Regions from separate parts of the Mus musculus genome. Here region 1 is linked to region 2. Evidence: chromatin contacts called from public promoter capture Hi-C data. All regions are on one chromosome and are shown on one strand. The core of a region is the stretch at or near the end of the contact, and the rest is flanking DNA. Distances in the headings are between cores, read along the strand shown.

Evidence for each region. Capture Hi-C pulls out chosen DNA fragments and counts their contacts.
Region 1: a contact with region 2 is called in a promoter capture Hi-C map of adipose tissue. The contact joins the promoter of Copz1 here to the promoter of Nckap1l in region 2. A contact is called at or near these places in 2 of 39 promoter capture datasets (macrophages and pre-B cells) and 1 of 9 other capture datasets (adipose tissue).

What each region holds. Positions count from the first base shown.
Region 1 is chr15:103,270,887-103,277,891 of GRCm38.p6, reverse strand. Copz1 (coatomer protein complex, subunit zeta 1) reads right to left here and starts at 5,004. Exons shown (of 9, transcript NM_019817.2): 1 at 4,951-5,004. The coding sequence starts at 4,968.
Region 2 is chr15:103,449,773-103,456,129 of GRCm38.p6, reverse strand. It overlaps Nckap1l (NCK associated protein 1 like), which reads right to left and starts at 2,305. Exons shown (of 31, transcript NM_153505.4): 1 at 2,149-2,305; 2 at 1,049-1,159; 3 at 198-290. The coding sequence starts at 2,250. It overlaps Gm52195 (a long non-coding RNA gene), which reads right to left. Exons shown (of 4, transcript XR_003951567.1): 4 at 4,952-5,139. It also overlaps a transcript of Gtsf2 not described here.

The DNA of each region.
Region 1 (7,005 bases), core at 3,755-6,254, 180 kb after region 2:
AGCAAAGGCCACTGAAACAATGTCAACCTTTGAGTCGCCAATGTGTCCTGCAGCTTCCTCCTCTAGATGCATATACATCCTGGTGCACTTTAGATGGCCTGATATTTGAATGAGAAGTGGAAATCAGGATTTTGTCAGTTTTAGGAAAAAATATTAAAGTGAGACAATGTATGGAATTGAGGTCTAATCTGTAAAACACTGGAAACACACTCAGAAATTAAAACTTGAAAACAGGAAGAAAAAAAAATACCTCTGTACAAAGTTTTTAAGGATCTGAACTGCTACAGTAATTCAGCTTTGAGGGTGGGGGAAATAAAAAGTAAAGGCTGAAGGAAAGTGTAAGGTATTAAGATTTCAGGTTATTCATGGAGAATGGCAACCTGCAGATTGCTCTCCACTAACAACTGAGAACGGGAGAGCCAGCTAAAAGAGCAGCAGAGGGAACTGAGACCAAAAACAGGATGGGAACTGAGAGACAAAGGACTGGAAGAAGATTTGGTAAATCCAACTATGAACTAAGGCTGCACTGCTTTTCTCAGTATTTATTTTTATGACTGTTTGCCTGCATGTGTGTGCATCACATGCTTGCCTGAGGCCCAAGGTCAGAAGACGGTGCTGCAGGTGGTTATGAACCACTCCATATGGATGCTGCAGTTAAAGCCAGCCCAGGTCCTCTGCAAGAAAGCAAATGCTCTTCTTATCCCCTGAGCCATCTCTCCATCTCCCAAGGCTGGTGCTTTAATTCAAGCAGGATCCACTGTAAAGTACCTCAAGGAAGGAATCTATTGTCACCTAGAAATGCCCAGACCAAGGTAGATTTTGACTCATTTCTTGGCCCTCTAGATCTTCCCTTTCCTCTTCTCAACATTGTACAGTTGTGTGCTTTGTGGAGGTGAGGCCAGAACATGTTTGATCCCAGAGGTTCTACCAAACCAGCAAACAGAAATGCAAGAGGAGGAAACTTGGAGGCGGCTTAGTAGCATGTCCTCTCTAAGAGCAGCTTTTCAGTACTATCCAGGTACAGTACGCTCTTCAGCTCAGCATAGATTTAGCGATTTCTTTAATTTTTGCTTGCTGCTTTCTTTTTTGGCACAGGGTCTTACCATGTGCTCAAGCTAGCTTCGAACTCAAAATCCTCCTGCCTCTCGAAGAGGACTTAAGTTCAGTTCCTAATACCCTCATAAACAACCAACTGCCTGTAACTCCAGTTCCAGAGGATCCAATACCCTCTTCTGAGCTCTACAGGCACCCACCTACATATACATATAAAATAATAAAATAAATTTAAAGACCCTACCTCAAAACAACACTGGATATGGTTTATGGTGGTTCACACCTATAATCTCGTCATCACTTTAGGAGGTAGACGGACGCAGAGGGTCAAGAGTTCAAGACCAGATTTGACCACATGAGACCCTATTCTCAAAAATAGTATTAAAAGGCTAGGTGTGGGGGCTGGTGAGATGGCTCAGTGGGTAAGAGCACCCTACTGCTCTTCCGAAGGTCCAAAGTTCAAATCCCAGCAACCACATGGTGGCTCACAACCATCTGTAACGAGATCTGACTCCCTCTTCTGGAGTGTCTGAAGACAGCTACAGTGTACTTACATATATTAATAAAATAAATCTTAAAAAAAAAAAAAAAAAAAAAAAAGGCTAGGTGTGGGGCTGGTGAGATGGCTCAGCGGATAGGAGCACTTGACCACTCTTCCGAAGGTCCTGAGTTCAAATCCCAGCAACCACATGGTGGGTGGCTCACAACCACCCATAATGAGATCTGATGCCCTCTTCTGGCACATCTGAAGACAGCTGCAGTGTACTTATGTATAATAATAAATAAATCTTTAAAAAAAAAAAGTACTCAGGATCTACTAAAAAAAAAAAAAAAAAAAAAAAAAAGGCTAGGTGTGGTGGTACATGCCTTTAATATCAGGACTTGTGAGGCAGAAGCAAGTGGATTTCTGTGAGTTAGAGGACAGCCAAGACTATGTAAAGAGGGATGGAGAGATGGCTCAGCGGTTAAGAGCACTGACTGCTCTTCCGTAGGTCCTGAGTTTAAATCCCAGCAACCACATGGTGGCTCACAACCATCCATAATGAGATCTGATGCCCTCTTCTGGTGTGTCCAAAGACAGTTACAGTGTACTTATATATAATAATAAATTAATCTTTAGACCAGGGGGAAAAAAAAGACTATGTAAAGAGACCTTGTCTCAAAAGATAAATGTGATAATGATGATGGTGGTGGTGGTGGTGGTGGTGGTGGTGGTGGTGGTGGTGGTGATGGTGGTGGTGATGGTGGGCACAGAAACAAACAACATTAATCCTAGTACTCAGGAGCCAGAGGAGAATCCTTATGCATTTAAACCACCCTGATCTACACAGCAAGATCCAAGCAAGGCAGGACTACATAATGACACCCAGTTTCCAAAAAAAAAAAAAAAATCATTAAATAAAGTTGGAAAGAACATAGGGGAAAAAAAAAGACAACAGTTTAATCGTCAAGAACTTTAAAAATCAGCACAAAAACTAATACCTGTAGGTTTGGTTTGTTTGTTTATTGAGACAGGGTCTCTCTCTACATAGCTTTGACTGTCTGGGAACTTGCTAAGTAGACCAGGCTCACTTCAGACTCTCAGACATCCACCTGCCTGTGCCAACCAAACACTGAGATTAAAGGTGGGAGCCACAATCCATAGCTCCCTGTAGGTATTTTACCATCAACAAAAACTTTATACAACCCATGGCTGAAAGGAAAATTCTGCAAACTGAAGAGGTGCAAGAACCTACAGAAACCTCAGAAACCTGGTGACTCTGGGATAAGACAAATTCAAACCCAGCCCAAGCTACATAATGAGACTGTCTCAAAAAAAAAAAAAAAAAAAAAATTTGTTCTGAGAGAACAAGGAAACAAAACTGGAACGGGGTTTTGGCACTGCCCTTCCTTAGAAAGAGCCTTTTCCTACAGCTCTGCTTCCCTAAACCCAGTACATTAAGGTGCTAGTGACAAAGGCTCAGTATAGTTTTAAAAGTAAAGGTGAGGGATATGCAGGCAAGTTAGCAAGGGTCTGTTACTACATGCAGCTGGTTAGCTCAGCTGCAAGGGGGAACAATGAGGAAGAAGCAGGCTGAGAGATACCACACAGTGCAAGAAAGAGAGAAAATGACACAGAGATTTCCCCATACAACCTCAGCTCTCCTAGTGCTGGGGTCAAACACAGGGCTTTTAAAGATAGCTAGACCATATGCTCTTAGCATTTACACCCAGCCCAACAGAACCAATGGGAAAGGAGTTCCCCAAGTACCATTTTCCTCACTCTTTAAGCTGGTTCCACTAAATTACATTAATTTTGGTTTTATGAGACGAGGTCTTATTTTGTAACCCAGGCTGGCCTCAAACTAGCAACAATATAGCCTCAGCCTGAGTGCTGGGGTTACAGGTGTGAGCAACCACACCTGATTAAGAAGACCAAAAACATCCAAGGAAACTAGTTTCACAGACTCTATCCACATCGTCACAAGATTTTTAAAAACTCATTGACCGGTATAGTAAATACTTGAACTACTCAATACATTAAACATTTTGCTTCAACTTGTCCAACACATATGATGAGAATAAATTCTCTTTGACATTTGCAAGAAGGAAAGTAAGGAGGTTTGAACAGATAGGTCAGTGGTTAAAGTGCTTGTCATACAAATAAGAAAACCAAAGTTCAAATTCCCACATAAATGCCAGGTGAGTATAGATGTCTGCCCTGGCTACGTGGCAAAGTTGATTCCAGTCAGACCTACATGAAACTCTCAGTGAGAAAACTAAAACAAGTTGATGTGGTGGCACATACCTCTAGTCTCCGAATTTGGAGGGTAGAGGTAGGTGGTCCTCTGTGAGTCTGAGGCCAACATGGCTTACATAATGAGTAGCTAGGGCATCAGGAAAGGGAAAGGTAGAGAGGGACCCTGTCTCAAAAAACTTTTTTTCCTTTAAAGAAAGAAAGAAGAAAAAGCTTTTTTTCTTTTACTGACAAGAGTTTGATATGTACACTTACAAGGAATATAAATGAAAACAGGAGCTAAGGAAGACTCTTAGAAACAATCCTGGAGTCCAACTAAAGGAAAGAAGCTGGGAGTTAAATTCCTACACTAACACACAGACACAGGTAGGCAGACTCATGGGTCTCTAAACTGCTGGCCAGTGTCTTGAAAGAAATGCTCTGATCCTGTTCTAGGGGGCAGAACAAGCAGAAAGGATCAAGGGACAAGAGAGTTAAATGCACTTCTATAATCACAATTCTCATGTAAGCAAGAAGGCTGAAATGGATCTTACAGTATGAGTTCCTAAAGTCTGAAGGAGGGGAGAGTAGGAGAGAAGAATAAGGAGTCAGAAAAAGATATTCCAAAATCTATACTAGCTCTACCAAGTATTCCTGAACCTGGATGGAATGCTGACTCTCAATCATGACAGAATTACATACTAAGGATTAACAGGAAAATAAAAACAAGTTTTGTAAAGGAACAGGACATGGAATTGCCAAAAGGTAGTCGAATTCTGACCACCACCAGGAGGATCTGGGACTGACAAAACACCTCTCTTCTGCCATTGCAACTTGGGGGACTAGAATATGAGGGTTTGGGGAAACTCAAGTAGGTATGATCCACAACAAAAACCATCGGGGAGAACTTGAAAGACACCCCTCCAGCGCAATCAGAATTCTCCTAAGGACCCTGCATGTTCTCTTCAACTTTGCCACCGACTCCTGCTCTCTTGCCGGCAAGGCTTCCTACTCTATACCGCGGCTCTAGCTCCCATTGTAGGCCACACTTGCATTGCACAGATAGCGGGAGCTTTGGCCCCCGAGGCCTGCCCGGAACCCTCTCCCGGCCCCAGCTGATGAGCCCCACCTCCCGGACCCCCTGGACACCACAACGGAGCCACTGGCCCTCCAGCTCCTACCAAAATCAGCGCCTCCATCTTGCCCGTAGCTGCTGCCGACGTGGAGTCGCACAAGCGACGTCACCGCTGATTGGCCCTGAGTCTTCGCTAGGTCCCGCCTCAAAGAGGCAACATTGGGTGAAGATGAGCCAGCCTTCGCGTCTTGACCAGTCAGCGTAGTCACTCGCTTCACGGAAGCCAACTGTCCAGCCAGAAGAGGCAGCTGTTAGATTGTCACCCGGAATTTTCAATGAAAGGCCAAAACCTCAGCACTGAAGGGGCGGGAGGATCATTGAGGGCGGTGTTGTTTCCATGGGGAACGGAGGAAGCGATTGTTACTTTGCTATTGGTAGGAGGAAGCCACGTGATTCTGTCAGCCTCCAATTCGCACTCGCTATAGGGGGTGCTATGTGTAGCCCTTAACATTAGCCTTGCTGAGAAGCCCTACCCGAATACAGATTCCCATCGCCACCATTAGGATATCCACAGCTGTAGTGTCCTTGGGTCATTTCAACAACCTCGGAAAGTTCACCAAGTTAGCTATAGGCAGCCAAGCGTTAACTACACAAACCAAGGTCTCGAGAAGTATATCCCAGGATATACACGTGTGGCATGCACACATACCCAATAAATATATATTTTTTTAAGATTTATTTATTTCATTTATATGAGTACACCGTAGCTGTCTTCAGACACACCAGAAGAGGGCATCAGATCTCATTACAGCTGGTTGTGAGACACCATGTGGTTGCTGGGAATTGAACCCAGGACCTCTGGAAGAGAAAGCACCCAATGTTCTTAACCACTGAGCAATCTCTCCAGACCACCCCCCTCAATATTTTTAATGTAATTTACTTAAAAAAAAAAAAAAAACTGTGGGGACTGGAGATATGGCTCGGTAGTTAAGAGCTCATATTCGATGGGCAGTGGTGGCACATGTTTTTAATCCCAGCACTTGGGAGGCAGAGACAGGCGGATTTCTGAGTTTGAGGCCAGCCTGGTCTACAAAGTGAGTTCCAGGACAGCCAGGGCTATTTAGAGAAGCCCTGTCTCGAAAACAAAAACAAAAAAAAAGAGCTCATACTCTTCGTGTGGAAGACCTGAGTTCAGTTGCCAGCTCCTATGCCCCGTTGCTCAGCTTCAGAGAATCTGCTGCCCACTGCCCACTTTCTGTCTGGGAGTTGAGTACAGGAGACCTGCACTTTGATGGACAACGTTTTCCCACTTTGGTTCAATTTGAAATAGGATATCAAGGCATTGGAGATTAGAGCGAATGGAAAGAAAGCTATCAGCTTCTGACCCCCAGAACAATAAGAGTTACAAGGCCAGAGATCATTAGCCTTTGACCTCCATCTTATGCTGTGTCCCACCTCAGTACCTGACCCTACCAGGGCTGGCCCCCCTACACCTCTCCGTGATCTCTGCATCAGTTCCTACCTCCAGGTTCCTGCCCTGCCTGAGTTCCTGTAGTTCCTGTCCTAACTTCCTTCAATGATGAACAGCCATAGGGAAGTGTAAGCCAAATAAACTCTTTTCTCCCTAACTTACTTTTTTGGCCATAGTGCTTCATCACAGCAATAGAAACCCTAAAGTCAGTATATCTGTGCACCCTTTACATACCTGGTACCTGTGGAGGCCAGAAAATGATATCAGATCCCATTGAACTGGAGTTGCAATGGGATTGTGAGCTGCTATTTGGGTTCTGGGAATCAAACCCGGGTACTCTGGAAGAGCAGCCATAGTTGTTAAAGGATGAATCCTCTCTCCTGTCCCAGTGGCGGGCATTGTTCTTGCTTTGGCAGATTAATGATAATAATAACATTTTTCTGCCCATTTATTATGTGCTAAGCATAATGCTCAACCATTCAATTATTTATTGTTTAATATAACTGGTGGGGTTGTTTGTTATAGTTGAATTTTTGTTTTTAATATTTTTATTATTTCAGAGTTCCATGCAATGTACTTTGATCACATTCAGAACCTCCAATTCCTCTCCTCAATTCCTCCTAGATCTACCTTTGTACACCCCAACTTCATGTCTTTTGTTTTGTTTTGTTTTTTCTTTGTTTTGTTTTG
Region 2 (6,357 bases), core at 1,056-3,555:
ACTTACATATTTCTTGAAGTAATATGGTAAATAGGGTATTTCATATATCATTTATTAACACTACAACTTAGACATTTTTGAATACTAGTGCCTTTATCCTTTTCTTTCAAGAACCTACAATAAGCAACATAAATGAATACCTACTAAAAAGGCTCAGCCCCTGAAGCCCATGTTAACCCTGGCTACAGAGGACTCACCCGAAATTCCATGACATCCACAAATGACTGGTAATAGTTAGTGAGGAATCTAATTATCTCAGCTTTTTCACGATGCACTGGTCCTAAATGTTGCTGAAAGAAACACAGATCAAACAAGACATGTAAAATTAAAAATAAAATTAAAAAAGCAACTGCTCCAAGTAACTAAAAACTAAGAGTAATATCATTCTTAACCACTGAGCTATCTCTCCAGACAATCATTAGAATTGAAAATTTAAATACCCAGTCATTCTTTAAGGGGTGAACATGCTAGGGTGGGATCAATAGCTCGCCAGCATTCTCCAGTCTCTAAACAGAAATTTTCTATCTGGATTGGATGGCCAGATGTGATTCAAACTACAGTCAGAAGACTAGCTGAAAGGAGATTTTCAGTTTCATTTCAGTGAAGACATTTGCTATATAAATCAATAGGAAAAGAAGCAGAGTATAAAGATACTATGAATAGAGTGAGAGAAATCTAGGGATAACACAGTACAGGAGTATTGTGCTGTATACAGAAGTACAGGATATGCCACTGGATGCATAGCATGCAGCAACAAAGAAGCATAGTGTAGATCAAGTGCTACAGTAAAAGATGTGCCCGGCAAGGTTGGTGGAGATGCTTCTCTGTGTACCAGGTGTCCTCATGAACCTGGCTGGCAAGACTGTGCCCCAGTTCACCATGGGAGGCTCCCATCTGAGCTTACGACCCTCAATGCCTGAAGCCCCGAGTCTGAGTCTAGGAAACTATAGGTGGCTACACTTAAAGACAAGACAAAGTGGAGAGTCTGCAATAATCTGCCATGCAAGAATAATGTTACAGAAAGGAGGAAATGAACCCAAGTTCTCACCGTGCTATTTCGGACATCTATGTTGGGAAACTTCTTGTTGATGTACTTGAGACATGATTCCATGGACTTTTCCAGTAAAAAAGGTGGCTTGGATTTTGAATCTGAACAGGTCTACACATAAAAAAAAGTAATATTAAACTACCGTACTATTTTTCCATTTAGATACAAGCCTTTGGATGCATCATTCACTCCCACTATCTCTTTTGGAAATGGCAGTCTGAAATTTTATTATAAAAGCATGAGGGTAGTTGAAAACCAAGTTCGTTCCAGACAGTGAACTAGTACTCCTAAGAGCTAACAACCTGGCATCTTGTCTTAACTGAGGCTTAGCTCTAACACAGAGAGGAAGCTGCTTCCCCACCCCTCCTCTGAAGCCGGAAGTAGTGAGAAAAGTGGCTGATCATAAGTTGGACTTTATATAAAGCTCTGGGTCCCAAGAGACTTTACAAACGACATGACAGAAACCATATTCCTGGTGCTTTACTACAAAACGCACAAAGGTCCGTTTCCACAAGTTCCTTCTTTCTCTTCCTGGAAAGTCTCACAATTACCCACCTTTATCCTGCCTTCTACAGTCGCTGGCTCACCTTTTGGCATCATCTTTGTCCAGTTTCATAGTTACTCTCCTAAGCACACACACGCAGCATTCACAGCCCCAAACTACCTTAGAAAACACCACTTCCTTAAATGTTTCCCCTTTTAAGGAAATAATTACACACAAACATACACATACACACACAAACACAATTTTTGCCAGAGACACAACTTGAAAACTCAAAAACTAGAGAAACTGACAATAAGTAAACCCCAAATTCTAGACCCCAGACCCTTAATCAAATCACTCACAACACAAATATTCTCTTTCCCACCCAACCCTAAGTCATAGGGGAAAGGTGATGCTCTCAAAAAGGCAAGAATAATACCTAGAAAGGACACGCCTTAAAAAGAAGCCTCCCTCTATCTCCCCAAACTGTGGGAACCATACCGTCTAAGTGGCTGAAAGCCACTTAAAGCAATGGAGAAAAAGATATGGCTTGACTATTGGGCCTGCAGGCCTCCAGGTTCCTGCCATGATTTGCTAGACGGGTCTTCTTGCTTACCTTCTTGATGTTGTACATGCGGATGAGAACTCCCTGTCCTCGGTCATTCAGGATCGTGAGCTTCTCTGCTAATTTAAGCTGATAGGCAGAGGTCAAAGACATGATGGCCACCGAGAGAGAGGACCATCCGGATAACAAGACCCAAATGCCCCAAATATTCTCAGCCTGGCTGGCAACACCCTCTGTGTAAAAGGACCCGCCCTGGTTGGTGCACCGAGCTTCCGGTTGCTTCTGTAATTGGCTCATGGAGGATAGCAGTCACTATGGCTCACAGGCCTTCAGAGCCCTCTTGTGCTTCCTCTTGCACCCTCAGCAGAGGAGACTTCCTCTTTCTGGTTGTGCAGTACTTCAGTAAGAAGTGGGCGGAAGCTGAGGAAGAGAACAGGCTTTCACGGCTCCTCACAATGCAGTACCAACTGTTCTGGCCTTCCCTCTCCCCAAATGTCCCAGACAAAGCACACACCAAACAAATATCTACTACCAGCCCCATTCACCTCTACACTTACCCTTTTAGATCCCGGTCAAGAATGCCTGTTATTTTCTACTGACCCTTAGGCCCCAGCATCCTTTAGGACCCTGGTCTCTTTCTAACTATTCCATTCAATGACATGTTCACTATATTTTATTTATAAACATAAATATATTTATATATAAACATATATATACATACACACACTCTCTCTCTCTCACACACGCACACACACATATATATATATATCACATGGTTGCAAGGGTTGAGAAAGTCTTGTAAACCCCAGGCTATACTCAATCTATCTCCTTATGTAGTTGAAGATAAGCTTGAACCTCTGATCTCCTACTTCTACCTCCAGTGTGCTGGGATTAGCTTCCTTGTTATATTTTTAAGCATATGCTTTCTCTCTCTCCCACCCACATCATATGTTCCTTCCTAATGACAGGTATGATATCTAATATTGATATCCTTTGTAGTATTTAGTACAGTGAATCAGTAAGCATGATCCAGCAGTAGCAGCAGCACTTGGAAACTTGTTAGGTTTGATAAACAATAAAACAAAATATTTTAAAAGAAACTTACTAGACACACAAATTCTTTGACGTCACTCAAGACCTGCTGAACACAAAATCTTTTTTTTTAAGATTAGTTAGTTAGTTAGTTAGTTAGTTAGTTAGTTAGTTAGTTAATGTATGAGTGCATCTGCATATATACTTGCATGCCAGGAAAGGGCACCAGATCATAATATAGATGATTATGAGCCACCATATGGTTTCTGGGAATTGAATTCAGGACCTCTGTTAAGAGTGTCCAGAGCTCTTAACCACTGAGCCATCTCTCCAACCCTCAACCCAAAATCTTAAGGTAGAACAGGCATGTTTTGTTTTTGTTTTTTTGTTTTCAAGGTGTGTGTGTGTGTGTATGTGTGTGTGTGTGTGTGTGTGTGTACACTCAAACACATGACAAAGGAGGACAGAAGAGAACATCAGATACCCTGGAGCTAAAGTTACAGGTGGATGGTGTGAAACTACTAACTTAGGTTCTCTGGAAGTGCATCAAGTACTCAACCACTAAGCCATCTATCTCTCCAGCCCCTAACACATGCTATCCTACAACAAGTTCTCTGGGTGACTCCAGTGTGCCCTCAAGTCTGAGAACAATCCTACTTAGCAATGGTAACAAAGGTATGTTAAAAAAAAAAAATGTATAACAAAACTTTTCCTGGGGAAACACGACACACATGTCTACTCTTCTCCAATATAGGACACCCACAACATTCCAAAGTACAGATACCACCAGAATCCAAGTTAATGAACCATGAGCTTTATTAGGGTTACTTACAGGAATATGGGTGAGGGGTTACTTATAGAAATACAAGAAATGACTCAAGGACAGCTGCTTCACCAACGTCCATCCAAACATGGATAACAGATCACAAAGCTGGGAACCTGGAGAACCCTGCACAGCTTGCTTGCAGCTCAACTGGTTGGAGAGTGTTCTCTCCAAGTGCCTCAGTTGGTCTAAACATCTTCCAGACAATTCAGCTAGTTTCTACTTCTTCCAGACAGCTGGTCTAGTATCAGAGTCTTTGCAGATTGGCACTCACTTCTGAGAAGCACTCTCAGTTTTTATTGCTTATTCTGGAAGAGAGGGGCCTAGTGAATCTAGTCAGTTTCAGGGACTTCCCTAAGTTCTTTTGAGTTGTTTACCTTCCTGGTTAAAGGGCTTCCATACAAGGTGGAATGTAAAAATTTCTAAGAGGAAGCTGTTACACAACAAATTGAGATCAGTTTCAGCTCTCAGAGATTTGGATTGATAACCTATAGTAGGACCTGAATTTCCAGGTACCCAAGGAGGTCTTGGTGCAAATGTCACAGGGAACACATCTGAGAAATACCCATGTTCAAAAACCCCTCTTAGATACAGCAACCATTCAGCAAATCTACTGGTTATAATAACTTATTGAGGGCTAGGGTTATGGTTCGATTGACAGAATTCTGGCCCAACATATATGAAGTTCTAGGCTTGATTCCCAGCACCACATAAAACCAGGCATGGTGGTACGCACTGTAATATTATAAGGATTCAAAAATCGCTGAAGGAAAACCTCCAGACTCAGATAGTATGCAAAGACTGTAGGCACAAAATTTTTGTAGCCTACTTTTAATAAGGGTTCAACCCTTCCTTTAGCTCACCACCCAGCAGAGGTAGTAGAAGAGAAAAGTTATTAGGATATGGGGGAAATGGACTTGTTCAGCAATAGTTCTTTGGTGTATTATCTCAATCTTCTTTGGCAGCAGTTCAGTCCCATAGCAAACACCAAATACATCTCAGCAGCTGCAGACTAATCCTCCAGCCAGGCAGACACCAGGCATGAACCAGAAGCTGTAGTTCAATCCTGAAGAAGCCACTAGTGTCACCAATCAACCTCAGGTGAGGCCACAGAAGTGACAAGCTGCTGCAGGTACTTCTGTGTGAGTTTCTCCCAATAGCATCTTTATCACAAGTTGAACACAATGCTATGTAAGGTAAACCAATACAGGTTGTTAGTGAAGACTAGCAAAGTGGAGCAAACCAAACCAATGCTCAGTGCTCATCTCCCACTGTCTGTGGGATCATATTTATAATCTTTCATCCTGTATTCTTTCACGTGTTTGCTATAACCAAACATCCTTTCACCTGTGTCTGCTTCAAGAAAACATTCTTCCATGTGTCTGCTTTAGCAAGACATCCTTCCACCTGTGTGTCCCAGCAAAGCATTCTTTGACGTAACTACTTTCCAAAGAAACTAGACGTTTCTACTAAGACAAAGAACATTTATTCTGCAGAAATATCCAGTAATGTGGGAATCAACCATTCTCCAAAATGGCAACCCCAGACTAAGGCATGCAAGTCTCTTATAGGGAACCAAGGGGAACTCTCTAGAAGGATTAAGTAATCTAAAATTTAATTGATGGGTGCTAGGGGGTCACGGGTGGTCAGTGGTCTACATTCTTATAACATTAATGATTGACCATAGGATGAAATAGGGCTGCCCAGCACAGATGGCTCATTCTGAGATAAGATATTTCCCCATTTTTGTCATTATCCCCAGGCTATTCTTTGGGAAGGAGTTTGATGATCTTATTCTGGATTTTATGGTCTGTTCCTAAAGCTAATGTCTTGTGGCCTAGTTTCTAGGACTTATGGGTCTGTTCCTGGAGCTGCTGCCTTACAGCCTTTTTTCTAAACCAGGCTTGGTTCTTAAATGGAGACAAATGGGGTTTATGTTGTCCTTGCAATACCAGCATTCAGGAGGGAAAAGCAGAAGAATCAGAAGTTCATGGGAACCTGTTTTGAAAACTCAAAGATATAAAACTAATAATTTATTAAATTATTAAGAATAAATTGATTTTAAAAAGCCCCATGATGAAGATCCAGATTAATCAGTAAGAAAATGTAGAGAGACTTTCTTATATATTGTATGGATGCATCATAGCCTATGCCTATGGCTTAGGCAGGAAATAGAAGGTGGGACATCTGAGAGGAGAAAGAATTCTGGGATAGAGCCAGGTGCAGGAAGATCCAACCAAGAAGATATGAGAAGACATAGTTCCTGAGCACAGGTAACCAGCTACGTGGCAGAATGTAGGTTAAAATAAGTGGGTTAATTTTAGTTAATTCTAGTTAGAAAAGAGTCTGGCTATATGACTAAGGTATTTGTAAATATATTTTGAGTCTGAATCTTATTTTTGGGA